Regions from separate parts of the Canis lupus genome. Here region 2 is linked to region 1. Evidence: chromatin contacts called from public Hi-C data. All regions are on one chromosome and are shown on one strand. Each heading gives the region's core, a stretch centred on a gene start, on an enhancer-like site or on the middle of the called end of the contact. The rest is flanking DNA. Distances are from core to core; before and after follow the strand shown.

Evidence for each region. A called contact is a pair of places that touch in the nucleus more often than the background predicts.
Region 2: a Hi-C map of blood shows a contact between it and region 1, with 4 times the contacts expected there. The contact joins the promoter of FOXJ3 here to the promoter of PPIH in region 1. A contact is called at or near these places in 2 of 9 Hi-C or Micro-C datasets (amygdala and blood).

The regions. Positions count from the first base shown.
Region 1 is chr15:754,609-759,614 of UU_Cfam_GSD_1.0, reverse strand. It overlaps PPIH (peptidyl-prolyl cis-trans isomerase H), which reads left to right and starts at 2,604. Exons shown (of 11, transcript XR_005370055.1): 1 at 2,604-2,759; 2 at 2,989-3,053; 3 at 3,305-3,328; 4 at 3,606-3,650; 5 at 4,546-4,588. It overlaps CCDC30 (coiled-coil domain-containing protein 30), which reads left to right. Exons shown (of 16, transcript XM_038557665.1): 16 at 92-454. The coding sequence ends at 215.
Region 2 is chr15:1,006,252-1,011,257 of UU_Cfam_GSD_1.0, reverse strand. It overlaps FOXJ3 (forkhead box protein J3), which reads right to left and starts at 2,351. Exons shown (of 13, transcript XM_038557690.1): 1 at 2,147-2,351. The coding sequence starts at 2,336.

The DNA.
Region 1 (5,006 bases), core at 1,355-3,854:
CTGAAATCCAATTGATACCTTATCCCTGTAATCCCAGAGTGCTATCAAGAGATCCCATTTTAACAAAGTCCTCACAAATGGCCATTCTTAGTTTTTCAGGAAGAGGTTTGGTACAGTCAGTCAGAAACCTTCAAGAGCTTGAGGAACGTAAGTCAGAAGAAGCAATCGCAAACCTTGAAGTCCCCCAAGTCTCTTTAGGGTTCACAGAATTCTGAAGCTGGATACATAAAAGTGACTATTCTGAAAGAGACACAGTGCATCCAAGAACAAGACCAAAAGTCAGAACCATAAAATCACTGGTGGCTAAAACTAGACTGATCGAAGCTGCTAACTTAAAGCTTGGGTGTGAGGGTGGAACATGACATGGAGAAGAATTACCACAGATCCCCACTGGACATCAACTGAGAGTCTTTGAAATTGCTGATAAATTCATTAAACCAGTTATAAAAATATATTTCTCAAGTGTGTTTGATATCCTCAAGTAACTTTGTATTGATCAATAATAATGACTTAAGTTCAATGGTTTACTTAGTGTTCTGTTCAGCAGAGCACATATATGTCTAATTCAGCACTTTCCCCCTATTATCATGGGTATTAATTATTTTTGAAAAGTAAAAACAACATAATCATATTAAAGCAAATACTTTAAAGAGAAAAATCTCCTCTAATCCGGTATTCTTAACACAACTATTTTCATATATTCCTTTTTGGTTCTTATTCAAATGCATATATTTTTTAAGTGGTTGTTATAGGTTCATTTTCACAGTCTGATTTTTAGCTTAATATACCATAAAACAGGGGATCCCTGGGTGGCTCAGCGGTTTAGTGCCTGCCTTTGGCCCAGGGCGCCATCCTACGGTCCTGGGATCGGGTCCCAAGTCAGGCTGCAGGCATGGAGTCTGCTTCTCCCTCCTCCTGTGTCTCTGCCTCTCTCTCTCTATGTCTATCATGAATAAATAAATAAATAAATAAATAAATAAATAAATAAGATCTTTAAAAAAACATATATATACACCATAAAACATTTTCCTGTGTTTTAGCAGTCTTCATAATTATTCTTTCAGTAGCCACATGATATTCTATCACGTTGATGTTCTATAAATTATCTTGTTTGCATTCAAGTTGTTTCTGCTTTTTCACTATTTGAGATTATGCTGTGGTGAAAGTCTTTGCGAATATAACTCTTCTTTTCTCTCGAGTTACTCCAGAAAAGATTGGCAGTTATGGGCCAGAAGACACAAATGTTACACAGTTTTGGTATATCACTTGTAGTGTTGCTTTAAAAAAAAAAGAAAAAGAAAAACTTGTGTCAACATAATGTTTCTATAGTCAGACTTTTTTTCTTGTCTTTTCTTTTTATTAAGTAGGCTCCACACCCAGCATGGAGCCCAATGTGGGGCTTGAACACACCACCCTAAGATCAAGACCTGAGTTGAGATGCAGTCAGATGTTTAATCGACTGAGCCACTGGTGCCCCTATGGTCAACCTCTCTAAGCCTCAATTTCTTGATCCATAAATGGGAACAGTAGTCATTCCTGTCCCATAGAGTTGTGAGGACCAAAGTAAATGAAATGTGTATTTAGAACTTAGTAGCTGCTTAACAAATGCTAGGCATCATCACTGATTTTCACTAGCACTGGTTTTTCCACAACCTCATCAACATTGGATATTACCAATTAAAAAAAAATTATTTTAGAATAGTTGGTATAAACTATACTGAAGGGTGACTCCTGCTGTTCTTTCTTCCCATCCTGCTCCTCTCCCTCCTACTCTCCTCGGACTCTTTCTTCTCCCTCTTCAGTTGGAGATAGAGAAGGATACCAAGGGGAAAGGAAAAGTAACTAAAAATAAAAAAGACACCATTAAGTTGAGACATTGAGTTTTTACATGTAACCCCTGCTTCCGCAGACAACTGGCCAAAAAGGATGATCAAAGGATATAGGACACAATAGCTATGATATCAGATACAGGCTGTGACTCTAAGCCTTGCCCAAGGTCACCTTTTTTCACTCAATTCATTGAATCTATTTATTGGATCCTCACTATGGGCTACTCAATAGTAGGCACTAGAGCTAAGGATGGGAGGCCAGGAATGATCTATAAACAGGTTCATTTTAAAAGCTCTAGCTGGGGGCAGGTGGCTCAGCGGTTGAGCACCTGCCTTCGGTCCAGGGTGTGACCCTGGAGACCCGGGGTCGAGTCCCACGTGGGGCTCCCTGCATGGAGCCTGCTTCTCCCTCTGCCTGTGTCTCTGCCTCTCTCTTTCTCGTGATTAAATAAGAAAATCTTTAAAAGGGGGAAAAAAACAAAAAGCTCCAGCAGGAATGAACTGTAGGTGACAAGAGGGGCAGCTCGCGAGCAGAACCAGAACTCCGGTTCCGGCTTAACCCGAGCGCTCAGGGTCCAGCACCTAAGACCCACCGCCTCCCGCGCCGCCGCGGCGCACACTGAGCGGAGGGGGAAAGACGCGCCGTGTACGTCGGCTCGGAGGCCTTGGCCCCGCCCACTTCCGCGACGCCCAGTTTCGGCGCCGGAGGCCGGGAGCGCTCCGCAGCGGGGCGGGACTTCCGGGGGGCGGGGCCTGGCCTCGGGTGGCTCTGCCTGCGCCTGCGCCGGCGAGTAGAAGCCCCGGAAATCGGGGCTCGGGTTCGCCGGAACCGGTGCCTGCGGCTACTGCTTCCGGGTCGGAGCCATGGCGGTGGCAAATTCAAGCCCCGTCAATCCCGTGGTGTTCTTTGATGTCAGCATCGGCGGCCAGGTGAGGTTCCAGGCCCGGCCGGGAGGGTCTCCCGCACCCGGGGATAGCGGACTCGGGAAGCCAGAAGGCGAAGCTGGACCGGGACCTACCGACCTGCGGGGCGGGGGGCTCGGGAGGGAGAGGAGTCGTCTCGCGCATCCCAGCGCCCCGCCGGGGGGCGGGGGGGACCGGGCCGCCCCCCCGGATCCCTGCTCGCTGAGGCCTTCTGACCGTGTCCCGCCGCCTGCAGGAGGTCGGCCGCATGAAGATCGAGCTCTTTGCAGACGTTGTGCCGAAGACGGCCGAGAATTTTAGGTAAGGGGATGCTCATCGGAACCGGGAGCCGGACCGGGCCTGCGTGGCGGCCCGCTCCCCGCCCTTGAGATCGGAGCTCCGAATTGTCCCCGTTTTTACCCTTCCCATCTCAGTTCATCGTAATTCTGGGTGTCGAGGCCGGCGGGCCCGCGGGGGGCTCAGGCCGCGCTCCCCTCCCCGCCCCTCTGCGCCAGGAGCGCCCCCCGCTGTGGGGTCACCGAGACTGAAGCATCCCCTCTTTTCCCTTTCAGGCAGTTCTGCACTGGAGAATTCAGGTCAGTCTCTCAGACGTGGTTGACTCGTCTGCTCGCTCCTGAAGGGTGCCCCGGGGCCGCAGTGGGGTTTTGGGGAACCACGCCCGTAGGCCTTGAATGATTGCTGGTGCCGGTAGTAGAAGGTTAATACCCCAAGGGTCTGTCTTCAGTTCATTTGCCTCCTTTATCTCTCTCCTCCCCACCACCTTTAGAGAGTCTCTTGGCTCGAGTGTGTGGGAAGCTGGGAAGACCTGTCATTACTTGTCGTCATTCCAAGTCTCTTTCTTTTTGGTTATAGAAAAGATGGGGTTCCGATAGGATACAAAGGGAGCACCTTCCACAGGTAAGGCTTGGCAAACCATCCTGCAGGATTTTAGAATTACTTTCTAAAAAAGTAATTTCTTACTTTTTTTTTTTTTTAAGATTTTATTTATTTATTCATGAGAGACACAGGCAGAGGGAGAAGCAGGCTCCATGCAGAGAGCCGGACGCGGGACTTGATCCGGGGTCTCCAGGATCACACCCTGGGCCGAAGGCAGGCACGAAACCACTGAGCCACCCGGGCTGCCCTGTAATTTCTTACTTTCTTTAGAAAGTAAGATTCATTTCTTTAAAGGGAACTAAAACCATAGGATAATTCCTAGATCTTGAGAAGGAATGTTTTTTGTGAACTCAACAATAGATTTGAAGGCTTATTAAAAACCAAGGGATCCCTGGGTGGCTCAGCGGTTTAGCACCAGAACTTTGCCAACTGAATTCAGCAGAAATGCCAAGGTATTAACAGTAGGTGCAAGGTTACAATTAACAGTGTTCTCAGCATCCTCTCCCCCCATCCCCAGACCCCCAGGGATGGATTCTGATTAGCTAAAGCCAGTAAGAGCAGAACATTTTTTTTTTTTTTTTTAGAGCAGAACATTCTTTAAAAAGGAGGCAGCCCGCGTGGCTCAGCGGTTTAGCGCCGCCTTCAGCCCAGGGCGTGACCCTGGAGACCCCGGATCGAGTCCCACCTCAGGCTCCCTGCATGGAGCCTGCTTCTCCCTCTGCCTGTGTCTCTGCCCCCCCACCTCTCTCCCTCTGTCTCATGAATAAATAAATAAAGTCTTTAAAAAAAAAACAAAACACCAAAGTTTAAAAAACGTTTTATTTTTAAATCAGTGTTAATCTAAAGTATAATGAGTACGTCAATGTTTTTCTAAATGACAGAACCTTCTCTCAGGATGCTTTATTCTCTGTTTCAGGGTCATAAAAGATTTCATGATCCAGGGTGGGGATTTTGTTAATGTAAGTATTATTTCTTTGCTAATAAAGACCTGTAGGAATATTGGTTTTTATTACTGCTGTTGCTGCTATTTTTTTTGCTACGGAGTCCAGTCCTGAGGCTTGAAACAATAACCAAGTTTGATGAGGAAGAGGGGTGACAGGAATGTCCTTTAGAGTTGCTGGCTTCCACTCTTTATACCATTAGGTGACAGACATCAGCACCCTGATTGAGTCACTGACTTCCAAATCAGCCTTTTAGGGCCAGAAGCTAACTTTCCCAGCATGCCTATAGATGATCCATGAGAGATGCAAACTAGTCAGTCACATGAAACTTGGGTAGAAATCAGATGCAATTGTTTTGTTTTCTAAATGGCAGTAAGTTCTCTTTCAGTGAGCTAAATGCTTATGTCCTATTTGCACATGCCTGGAAAGCTGAGTT
Region 2 (5,006 bases), core at 1,102-3,601, 250 kb before region 1:
CTGTTAAGGGAGCAATCTGTGGTCACACAGGAGCGAGACACGGGAAGATGCAAGGAGCCCTCAACCTGGGACGCGGACATTAAAGGAAAACAAACTACCCCCAAAACGCGTTTCAAAACCAGTTTCAGAAAACAGAGGAGCGCAAAGATACTCAACAGAAAAAAAAAAAAAAAGAAAAAACAGGAAAAGTGATATAAAGGAGCTCCCACGACCTCTGGGACTCAGGGACACTACGGAGCGCCGCGTTCCAAGAGCCATACAGGTAAGCAGGTAAGTACTTCCACAACACGCACTCGTCTCGCTGGGAAGCAAAAAGGAAAATATAAAAAATAAAAATAAATGAATGAATGAATGAATGAATGAATGAATGAGGGTCTGGAAAAAACAAAACAGATGCCCACCGATCGCTCGGTCCCTGGCCAGCCCGACTCCGCTCATTCGGGAATCCGCTTAGAGACGGAGACGTAAACTGGCGCGACACAGGAGGAAAAAAGAAAAGAAAAAGAAAAACCTCTGCCAACCAGACACACAGAAAGTAGAACGGAGAAGTGCAAACTGCACACCTCGGTGCATCAGCAGCTAGAGCACACTCCGGTGGAGTCGCAGGCAACGGATGGGGCGGGGGGGGGGGGGGGGACGAAAACAGCTAAAAGCGCAGAAGGGAAGAGGTCTGGGAAAGTAAGCCCTGCCGCGTCCCCCGCGGCTTCCAGTTTCCGAGAGTACGACGCCGGCTTCTCCCGCCGCCCCCCAACCTAAGGTCGGCCGGGGCGACGCGCACTGACCCCACGACCAGCCTCGGAGGACGGAGCACGGCGCAGACCTCCCTCCTCGCCAGCTGCGAAAAATGGAGGGGGGAGGGGGGAGACACCCTACCACGTGGGCAGGATGCAACACACACGGGACAGCAACACGTCCGCATGGAGCGGCCGCTCGCCCCGGTGCCCGCGGAGGACGCGGCGTCGGGGTGCGCGGGCCGCACCCGCAGGGCACCCCCGGCGGCCGACCCCCCCGCCCCGCCCCGCCCCGCCCCGGGCCGGAGGGGAAGCAGCTGCCTCGTGCCGAGGTCGGGGGCCGGCGGGGCGGCGGGCAGGCCCCGGGGAGGGGCGGACGGCCGCTGTCCGCGCGCTCGGCGCCCCCGGGAAGCCCGTCCGGCGCCCCGGGGCCCCGCTGGGGGAGGGGCGGCAGGCGCGGAGCCGCCGCTTCCCGGCTGAGGGGCAGCAGCAGCTGAGGCCGAGCGCCGCGGGGGAGGGAGGGACGCAGCGCTCGCCGCCCGCCAGCCGCCGCCGCCCCGCCGCCCCGCCGCACGGCCGCGGCCGAGAGGGGAGCCCCTGCCTCCGTCCCGGGAGATGCCCCAGCCCCGCCTCCTCGCCCGCCGCCTCGGCCCCGCCGCCCGGGCGGCGGGCACTCACCTCAGGCTGCGCAGGCCGGGACGGCCCGGCCGAGCCCCCGGCCGCTGCGTGCGTCTCCGCCCCCCGGGAAAGGCCCCAACGGCGCCTGGTGCGAGCGGCCGAGGCCCCGAGCAGCGCCGAGAGCGGCTGCGGCGGCGGCGGCGGCGGCGGCGGCGACGGCGGCGGCGGCGGCGGGAGCAGCCAACATCCGGGGCCGCGCACCCGGAACTACTTCCCGGCCCGCTCCCCTCCCGCCCCGCCCCCCGCGACGTCGCTGCGTCAGCGCGTCACCGGCCCGGCGTCGGCGGCGTCCCCTCCCCTCCGCGGGATCGGCGCGCGCGGGATCCCTCCGCGGGGACAAGTAGTGCCCCGGGGCGCCGGGGGCTCGCGTCTGGCGGTTCCGAGCGCTTCCGGGGGTCCCTGCGCCTCCGAGCGGCGGCTGGGGACTGGGGGCGGCCCCGTAGTGGGGGACGGCAGGGACCCGCGGCTCCCGGACTCCTCGGGCCCCAGAGCCACGGCGCCCTGTGACCTTGTCCGCCCCCCCCCCGCCCCCTCACGGTGGCGACGAGCGCCTCCGCCTCCGCCTCCGCCTCCGCCTCCGCCTCCGCCGGGAAACCGGACCCCGTTTCCACCTTTGCACGGCGCGGGCAGCTGGCGCGGTCGAGCCCAGGCTTCTAGACCCGTCCACCGAGCCCATCCCCGGTCGAGCCTTAGCTTCCTGCTGAGAGCACAGCACCGAGGCCCTTCTGATGCGACACCTGTTGTCCCGGTTACGGTCCTTGCTCCCAACAGGTGGAACCTGCACAAGGGTAGCTCGGAAGACGTGAACTCGGAATCTCCTTCTACGTCAATCTTCACGGTTTCCTTCTCTAGATTATTAGCCCTGCGGATCTGCCCTGTAATTTCATGCTTGATTACGTTCAGACCTCTAATCTGTTGTTGCATCATTGGGTCAGTCACGTCTCTAAAAGGCGAGCACCAAGCATGCATTTGAGCTCACAGTAGGTGCTCAGTGTTCGATGCGAATTGGCCCTAGGAACCTTTTTTTGACAATGGTCTGGTAGGGAATCGGATAAAGACCTCAGGTAGTTAAGGAGCTGAGTACCCAGCTCCTTCAGCAAACACTGAACACCTGCCATTGGCCAAACATTTCTAGGCGCTGGGCATTCAAAGTACTCCTGTATTCCATTTTAATTAATTAATTAATTTTTTATTCATGAGCATACACAGAGAGGAGAGAGAGAGATGCAGAGACACAGGCAGAGGGAGAAGCAGGCTGCATGCACCGGGAGCCCGACGTGGGACTGGATCCCGGGTCTCCAGGATCAGGCCCCGGGCTGAAGGCGGCGCTAAACCACTGAGCCACCCGGGCTGCCCTCCTTTTCTATATTTAAGACGCTAGCAAGTCTCTGAAAATAAAAAGGTTCATTCACGCATTTGTCCAACAAATACTTGCCAATTACTATTAAGGTTGTCAGACACTATTTTAGTGCTTTGGATGCATCAGCAAACAGTAGAGAGAGAGGAGGAGGAGGAAGCATCCTTCCCTTTCGGAGCTTTCATTTATTGTGGAGAGAAAGGCGATTAACCTAACAAGAAAATTATTTGGTGTGTTAAAAGGTATTCAGCGCTATGGCTGAAAAGAGACCAGGGTAAGAGATGTGAAGAAAACTGGAGGACGGTAGGGCTTGGGATTTTTTTTTTTTTAACAATAGCAGTTTATTTATCAATATTAGTTTTATTTGGGGCACCTGGGTTATGCCAGACAGTTGGTTATACATCTGAATTCCACTCAGGTCACAATCTCAGGGTCCTGGGATTGCGTTCCATGTTGGGCTCCCTGCTCAGAGGGGAGCCTGCTTCTCCCTCTCCCTCTGCTGCCTCCCCTGCTCATGTGCTGCTCTCTCTCTAGTGAATAAATGAAATCTTAAAATAATAATAATAATAGTAGTAGTAGTAGTAGTAGTAGTAGGTTTATTCAACAAAGCCAAACCATGTGTTAGGTGCTGGGGCCTCAGTGGAGAACAAGCCAAAGCTCCGACCTGGTGGACTGTCCAGCTAGTGGAGACCACATGCCAGGTGCTTTCACGTGTCCTCTCATGCAATGCTTTCGCAAGTCTGTGAGAAAGGACTCTTATGCTCATCTTTGCAGCTGATGAAATTGAGGCTCAGGAGAGAAAAACCAGCTGGAATTCAAACCTGACATCTTCATAGTCCAGCTTCCTTTCTAGCTTCAGCTGAGGCATTTCATATTTTTCTGTTTCATTATACCTCACTTCTTTCATCATGGAAACTCATGTGTTAATCTAGGCGAATGGCCTTAGGCCAGTATTGAGGCAAAAGGGAGGGAGAAAAAGAAAATATTTAGAGGAGGAGAGGGAGGAGTTATCAAAACATCTAGATGTGTGGAGCAAGGTAATAGGGGTAAGCAAAGAGGATTTAGTGGAAGAGAAATGAAGGGAGATTCATTAGTATTCCAATTCTGGTTTTACAGGATGGGATCTTAAACAGCCATCAGGGAGAGCCCAATTCATGAGGTGACTTTAATGAGAAACTTGAAAGAGGTGAGGGAGTGAGCCATGCCTTTGTCTGGGAGTGTCCCAGGCTGAAGGACTAGCTAGTGGAAAGGCCCGGAGGCGAAAGCATTCCTGAAAGTGTTAGAAACCAGGAAGAATCCAGAACAACTAGAGCAAGGTGAGCAACAGAGGCAGGAATGGACAGATAAGGTCACAGTGGGGTCTTGTAGGCCGCTGTAAGGATCTTAAATTAAAAAAATCCACCACCAGGCTTTGAACAGAGGAGCAATATGCAGCTCATGCTTTCAAAAGACCACTCTAGCTACGGTGCTAAGAGTAGATGGTGAGTGGCCATTGGAAGCCAGAGGCTCCACTGTCCTGGTTCAAGATGATGACTTGGATCAGTAGGAAAAATAGGATACAGTCTCTATAAGAACTCACAGTATTGGGACGCCCAGGTGGCTCAGCGGTTTATCACCGCCTTCAGCCCAGGGTGTGATCCTGGAGACCCGGGATCGAGTCCCACATCAGGCTCCCCGCATGGAGCCTGCTTCTCCCTCTGCCTGTGTCTCTGCCTCTCTCTGTGTGTGTCTCTCATGAATAAATAAATAAAATCTTAAAAAAAAAAATTCACAGTATACTGTTCGATGCAAATAGATCTGACAATGACATTACACTATGATAAGGGAAAGAGTATCCTGGAATAAGCCCCACATCGGGCTTCCTGCTCAGCCAGGAGCCTGCTGCTACCCCTCCTGCCTGCAGCTCCCCCTGCTTGTGTGCTGGTGCATGCTCTCTCTCTCTCAAATAAATGCATGAAATCTTTAAACCCAGCCTGGGAAGGTAAACCTGCGTTTAATCTCGTGTTCCATAGCTTAGTTCTTGTGTGCCTGTGTATCAAGCAATTTAGTTTCACTTAGTCTCATTTTCTTGCCTATTAAATGGAAACAAGAACCCATAGCTACCTAGCAAAAGGGACCCATGTACAGGCTGCCATAAAATAAAGGCTCCCCCAGGGTGCCTGGGTGGCACAGTCAGTTGAGTGTCTGATTTGATTTCAGGTCAGATTGTGATCTCAGGGTCATGAGATCAAGCCCAGCAT